2 separate regions of the Anser cygnoides genome follow, and region 2 is linked to region 1. A link is a contact called in public Hi-C data. All regions are on one chromosome and are shown on one strand. Each heading gives the region's core, a stretch centred on a gene start, on an enhancer-like site or on the middle of the called end of the contact. The rest is flanking DNA. Distances are from core to core; before and after follow the strand shown.

Evidence for each region. Hi-C and Micro-C count contacts between places; a contact is called where the count stands out from the background.
Region 2: a contact with region 1 is called in a Hi-C map of granulosa cells, with 1.6 times the contacts expected there. The contact joins the promoter of PAX2 here to the enhancer-like site in region 1. A contact is called at or near these places in 2 of 7 Hi-C or Micro-C datasets (granulosa cells and liver).

Annotation. Positions count from the first base shown.
Region 1 is chr7:20,201,794-20,205,123 of Taihu_goose_T2T_genome, forward strand. No RefSeq gene overlaps it. Among named protein-coding and RNA genes, the nearest start is that of HIF1AN, 30 kb to the left of the region's middle. Within about 2 kb of position 1,823, at least 1 of the 3 cell types and tissues checked has open chromatin away from gene starts, as enhancers often do.
Region 2 is chr7:20,409,588-20,412,917 of Taihu_goose_T2T_genome, forward strand. PAX2 (paired box 2) reads left to right here and starts at 1,854. Exons shown (of 12, transcript XM_067000447.1): 1 at 1,854-2,078; 2 at 2,302-2,449. The coding sequence starts at 2,425. All of the region lies in intron 4 of LOC136791237 (a long non-coding RNA gene), which reads right to left.

The DNA.
Region 1 (3,330 bases), core at 573-3,072:
ATTATTGCTATGACATAAAAGCATCCAGTTTTCTGCAAGACACAAAATACAGATAACCTCTGCGATGAAGACTGTGAAACCTAAACAAAACAGACAATGTAGACAGGGCTACCTGAGAAGCACAGAAGAATGAAGATTAGTCTTGTTTCATTTTAATAAATACATTGTTAACATTACCAGACAAGAAACAGACATGTTTTCTTCTTCTCCCCCCTCTATCCTCCTATTTAATAGTTGTTCCCTCTCATTCACACAATAGAGTTATGATGCAATGTGAAAGAAAGCCTGGTTTAGGCTGCTGGCCCCAATTCAACAGCCCTGAGTCCCCGGCTTGCTCTGGAGTGCTCACGTGCTTACCATTTCTCTAGGTTGGTGCCCTAGATCACGCTGTCTATTGACAGCTGCCCTTTTGCTTACAAATGAAACCATCCCTAAATCAATAAGAAAAAACCTTATTCTCCTCACCTGTTTAATGCCACAGCTGCGGGTTGCTGTAAGATTTGTGAACAAGCTGATGTCTACGGAGAAAGCAGTAAGAAAAATAACACCTTTCCTACCAAACTGAGCGGGTGTTTTATGTTTACATACAGATCACCTTCTGGGGGTTTTGTTGTTGAGCTCGAGAAATTTGCTGGGTAGATTGACAAGCGCAGGCTATTGTCTTGTGTACTTTTGCCCAAAGCAGAGCCACATTGCTTTAAAGGGACACTGTCAGCTTGACCGTTTTTCAGAAAGACACATTTTGAATGAATCTGCGTTTGGGTAATGAGCATTTCTCTAATCACTTTAACAACAATTCTTTATTTATTTATTTTTTTTTAACAAAAGGTCATTTTTTGCTTCCTTCCTTCAAACCCATACTTACCTCCTATCCTGGTAGGTTTTGGTTCTTTGGGTGTGTAAAGGCAAAAGAAGTCTGTGATACAGAGGAATCTGTGCACTTGGTCCTGTACAAAGACAGTGGGATGGGGTTAAAGTCAGTGCCCCATCAAATAGACTGCTGGTCCCCCGGAGCGGAAGAATTGTCTGGCTGCAGGGGGCTCACCTAGCACTCAGCTGACATCAATTTAATGGCATTTGCTTGCTACGTGACCCAGGTCCGAGTCACTGGACGGCTCAGTTTCCTAGCTGGAAGATAGAGATGCCTTGTGAAGTTAGGAAGTTCAGGTGCACAAAAGAAAAGCAGCTAGCAGTTGAGATGTTTTGCACATTTCTTGTCTCAGCATACTTTCTTGTTCAGTATTTATTGCCTTCATCTTTCTGGATGCAGCGTGTGGAAGGACCTCTCACCTGGACATTAGAGTCATGGAGCTTTGGAGAAGGGGGCTGGCTGGGTGAGGCTCTAGGGGAAAACGCAGAGATGAAGCCAGGATGTTTCCATTTGATCTCCCTTTCCTGTATCTCTTGGAGGTGGCACAGCCTGGAAAGATGTGAGTGTGGCAACATGGAAGGTTTCAGCTGGAGTAAGGATCTGGGCAAGGTGGACCTTTACTTATAGTCGGGCACCCATCAATTCACATATGCACACACTGTCAAGACAGGTGTGCTTGAAAACCTCTTGCACTTGATTTGTGATGCCCAGCAAACACCTTAATGCCAGAGTACCAGCCATACTACAGAGCCGCTGAATCACCCAAGCAAGTGGCCTCTGCTCTTTCCCTGCTGTTGCCTGCCCTGTTGGTCAGCGTTTTGGGGCAGGTATATTCTCTCCTTTGACCATCTGCTGTGCCTAGTTGCTCCTGAAGCGACCAGCACACATCCACAGCTAGTTCCCTCCCTCGTCCTCTGATGGGAACTGCAGTGGGTCACATTGTTAGCATGCCATGGCCATGACTCAGGTCCTACAGATGACCCACATTTGCTTCTGCCCCCTGTCATGCGTCCCACATGGGACCAGCCACTTTGACGGGAGGTTTTGGCTACTGCCCCAGGAAGTTAAATCGCAGACCCCATTGGTTTGAGGCTGGAATTGGGACCTTCTCCCCGGAGGGTGTCTCAGCCGCGGTGGCTAACTCTGCTGCCTGTTGTTTTTGCCCAAGCAGTTTCATTACCAGCGCATTCTTCTTCTGAAACTGATACATCAGTTTTAATTAGTTAGGTTTTCTTTTTCTATCCAGAGGAGCCTCCTACCTTCAAAGACTGACTTTCAAACATTAACTCTTCTAAATGTTTCCCCCCACATGCGAGCCCCTCCCTGTCCTGCCTTGTAAATTATGTTTAGCTCTTTACTTACAGCAGGCAGGTACTTAGTGTGATAAATTCAGGTTAGTGTCTCCTTAAGTGTATCTCTGTGTGTGTGTATGTGTGTGTGTGTGTAAAGAACGAGCAAAATAAAGTTGTATTGAGCCATAAATTACTGCGCCAGCATCATAAATTGCCAAGGGAAAGCTTCATTTTTGGACTTTTCTTTCAACTAAATGAGATAATTAATGTAAGAGAAAAAGAAATGGGGGGGAGACCTTCCCCCTGCGTGGAGCCCTTTGCCTTGATGTTTCGCTGTGAAACTTGGAGGGTGGGATGGAGATGGTGCTTCTCGAGGGGAGGAAGCAGCGATGGAGCCGGAGGTCTGGGCTGGTGGGGGTCACAGGGACAGGCGGGTGTTTTCCTTTGGCCGGGGCTGTGGGAGGGACCCTAATGCGGGCTGTGACCCTTTTTAATAAAATGCCTAGGAAAGCAAGGGGCTGGGAGGGGGGGCCGAGAGGGAGACGCGGTGGCTGGGGCTGGCAGGAGACTGTCATGAGATGAAAGTGGCCCTTCTTCCATTCCTCTCCTCCCGCCCTGCTGTCAGCACTTTTTAATGTCAAACGGTGCGAGCGGTTGGTGGGGCTAGTTTCTGTCTCCATGTATGTATTTTTTTTCACTTTCCCCAGAACTTCTGCCAGATGAATTCACTGTTTGGGTGCAACTGGAGCACTGTGCGGGTGGGCCTGCAGACACCCTTTTCACCAGGACCTCCAGCTGAACTTTTTTTCGGGTCTTCCTCTGAGGCAAAATCTTGTCAGGGAAGGACTCCTTCCCACCTTGCTATACTTGAATCCTGGACTGCCCTGGGTCTAAAGCTGGCCTTACACAAGCTACCACCAAGACCAGTGCAGGCATCACACTGTGAATACCACCTGTGTGATAACCCAGTCCCTGCGCACGGGTTTGTAATTTAAGGGACCCGGGTGTCTCTGCCACCAAGCCATCTCTGCAGTGGATCTGGGCCACAAGACCCCCCAAAAAAGTAATTTCTGCAGCCTAGCTGATGGGAGGTACCTGACTGAGCCATGGCGAGTGGATTGATTATGATCACAAGCCCAAGCTGTCCCCTGTTGTGCAGATGCAGAT
Region 2 (3,330 bases), core at 604-3,103, 210 kb after region 1:
GCCGGCTCCCTTCACCAGCGGCAGCGCTTTTGCTCTCTGCCCGAGGGTCGCCCCCTGACGCCCCAGGTTGCCCCCCTGGCCCGGGGAGCCGGGAGAAGCCCCATCCCCGTTTGTCCCGGTCCCACCACGGGTTGGTGTTGCCCCCCGTCCTAATTAAGCGGCGCGCCTTATAATTAAGCCGAGGGCTCGCTCGGCTCTGCGCGGCCCCACGCCGCCCCCGGCCGGCCGGGAACCCCCGGGCTGCCCCGACCGCCGCCCCCCCCGCTCAGCCTGCGGCAGGCACTTTGCCGCCCCCCCCCCCCTTATTTTTTTTTCCCCCTCTCTCTGCATTTTCACGTCTTTCTCCCCCTCTCCCCCTCCCGGGAGGGGCACCTCCCAGCCTTCTGTCCCGCTTTCCTCTCCCTCCCGGGCTCGCCCCTCTCCCCCTCGCCCCCCCTCGCCCCCCCTGCCCCCGGCCGCCCCCCCGCCGGCTGTTTGTCCCGGTGCCCGGACAATCATCGCCGTGTATGAAGTTCTAACTGGTTTGTGTCAGGCAGCTCTCTCTAAGCAGCCTGGCGTGACGGATTAAACATCAACTAGTTAAATAAAAATTAATATCAACTGCCTCCTAACTTCTAATGTCATGTTGTTTATAACTAATGAACTGATTAGGGGATAAACACATCAGGAAGACATTTCTGCTTCCCTGCTCTTTCGAGAGAGAATTTGCAGAATTCAGAGTAAATCTCCCAGAGTCCCTCCTGGGTTTTTCCCACAGCAGTTTGGGGGGGGGGGGGGGGATTCCGTGGGGCTCCTTGGGGCCAGGTCGAGCACTCCGGTGTGCGTGGGGGTTAGCCGGACTTATTTAAAGCTCTCCCGGCGGCAGCAGCACGGCTCAGAGCAGCAGCAGCAGCGGGGCGAGGATGCGCTCAGGGCAGCCCCGGCGCCTGCTGCCCAGCCGGGCTGGGGACGGCGTGGCAGAAAAATACCCGCTGCCGCCGTCGTCGGCTTTCGGCGCCCCGTTTTAGTATTGAAAATGGAACTTTTTTTTTCTTTGCTCGAAGCGACAGTCGATGGGGTTTAAGTGTTATGAAGGAAAGCGCTCCCCGCACCTTCTTTATTTTAACACTGATCCACTTGTCTGTGGCGTGCTCCTCGCCAGCCCGCGTTGTACACATTTTCCTAAGCACTTTAGAAAAAGAAACACACGCGCGCACACACAAACCCCCCAGCAGCCTCATCTTGGAGAGGTCCCAAGCTTTTAAATACTGTTTGCCCAGCACCGCCGGCTCTGACAAGACAATAATAACAGGGGAAGCTTTTTAAAACCAATTTAGCAAATGCAGAAATGTAATTTTAATGAAGAATCGATAGCAGAATGGTTCATTTTTCCTGGGACTCCTTGTTGGAGCTGAGCGAGACTTTCAATCAATGGGGAGATGGAAGAGGGGGGGAGAAAGAGAGAAAGAAAAATATCCGCTCGGTGATGTCTTTAGCACGGGGAATTTTTCTTATTTTCTCTGCCGTGTGCGCTTTCCTTTATTCTCTCTTCCCAACCGAGAAGCCTGCACCGAAACGCGGCGGCGGAGCGCGGGGCGGCCGAGCGGACGGACGGACGGACGGACGGACGGACGGCGGCCGCCCTCCCGGAGCCCCGCGCCGGGCGCTCGCCGGGGCAGCCCCCGAGTGTCGCCCGCCGCAGCACCAGCGAGCGGAGGGGCCCCGGCCCCGGCCCCCCCTTGGGGAGCTGCCCGGGCCCCCCCCCCCGTAGCCGCCCGACCCCCCCGGAGCCTCCCGGCCCCCCCGGAGCCGCCCGGCCCCCGCGGCGAGCCCGCCGCCTCCTGCCCAAGTCCCAGGAAGTTCCTCCCCTGTCCTGCCTCGTCTCCTGTCCCCTGTCCCCGCCAGCCCCTCTCCGAGCACATTTTTATGGTAATAAGACAACAAATTAATGTGCTGCCGCAACAAGGCTCCCCCACAGGTAGCCGCTTTGTGGGAGGGGGGCACGGGGGATCGGAACCAGGGGCCGGGCGCTGCCCCCCCGCGCGGACCCCCCCGGTCCCCGTTCCTCCCGGCTGTACAGCCCTGCCGCACTGGAGCAGGTGAGTCCCCCCGCCACTTTTATAAGCAGCAGCGCTGCGTTTGCTTTGATTGTTATTTATTTTCCCCTCCTTTTAGCCTGTCCCGGCTCAGTAGAGCGGCGGGTCTTTCTCTGTGGCTGGCTATTTTTTTTTTTGGTAGTGGTGGTGGTGGTGCTCTGGTGTGCGTGTGTGTGTGTGTGTGTGTTGTTATCTAAACCGTTTAGTTTTGGGTGGTTGCGCCTAGATCTCGAAAGTCAGCGGGGGAAAGCAAGACACCCAAGCGGGGAGGAGAGAAGCGAAGAAAAGGCCGCGGCGGATCTCCTGGCTTGCAGCGTCCCGGGGAGACGGGCCATTAGGCAGGGGAGCCATGGCTCAGAGCTCAGGGAGAGCAGGTAAGGGGCGGGGGGGGGGCGCTGAATATTCAGCAGGGAGGGATGAGACCGTCACCCCCAACTCCCTCCTTTGGCAGGAGGCAGCCTCTGCTCCCGTGCTCCCTGCCCATCCAGGTTCCCCTACACTTGCCGTCTCACTTCGTAGTGCCCCCTTCCCCGCGGGGTCCCCCCCGTCAGGGGGCTGCTGCTTTTCCACCTTCTTTACCGGGGGGGGGGGGAGCTGCCCCCCCCGCACCGGGCCAGCCCCCACACGGCGCTCCCGGCCCCGCACTTTTCTCCCGACTGCAAAAAGTTGAGGCCATCGCCTCAACTGTCCCCCCCCCCCCCCTTCCCCATGTCCCCCCCCTCCCTCTTTCCGTGCAACTTTGCTCGGCGGGGTCCCGAAGCTGCTCCGCCGGTCCTTGCGGGGCCGGGGCAGCATCGCCCCCAGGCGGGGCGGGGGTCCTGGCGCCCCCCAAACCGACAGACGGGTCCCCGGCCCCCCGCCCGTCTTGGATTTTATGATTTGCAAACAAAGCTTCAAACAAGCCCCGCCGGGGGGGGGGAAGGCTGCCTGTCCCCCGCGCTCCCGGCGCGCTAAAAGCACAATCAGGCGGTCTGGCTCTCCGGAATGGCGTGTGGAAACGGAGCTTTTAATTTAGGGATTCTTGGGGGGGGGGGGGGGGGGGGGGACGGAAAGGCAAATGGAGGCTGGAAATGCAAGGGTCGCCGACTGTCAGCACAGAGCCGTGCCGCTGCCCTGCCCGCGAACCGTGCGCTTGGAGGGGAGGCTCGGGAAGAAAGGCTCCGGCGTACATCTGGAGCCGGGGCTCGCAGCTCCTCCGCCTTTTGTCATTGCGGGGCGAGACGGTCCCCGACCAGGGAGTGCTGCGGGTGCACAA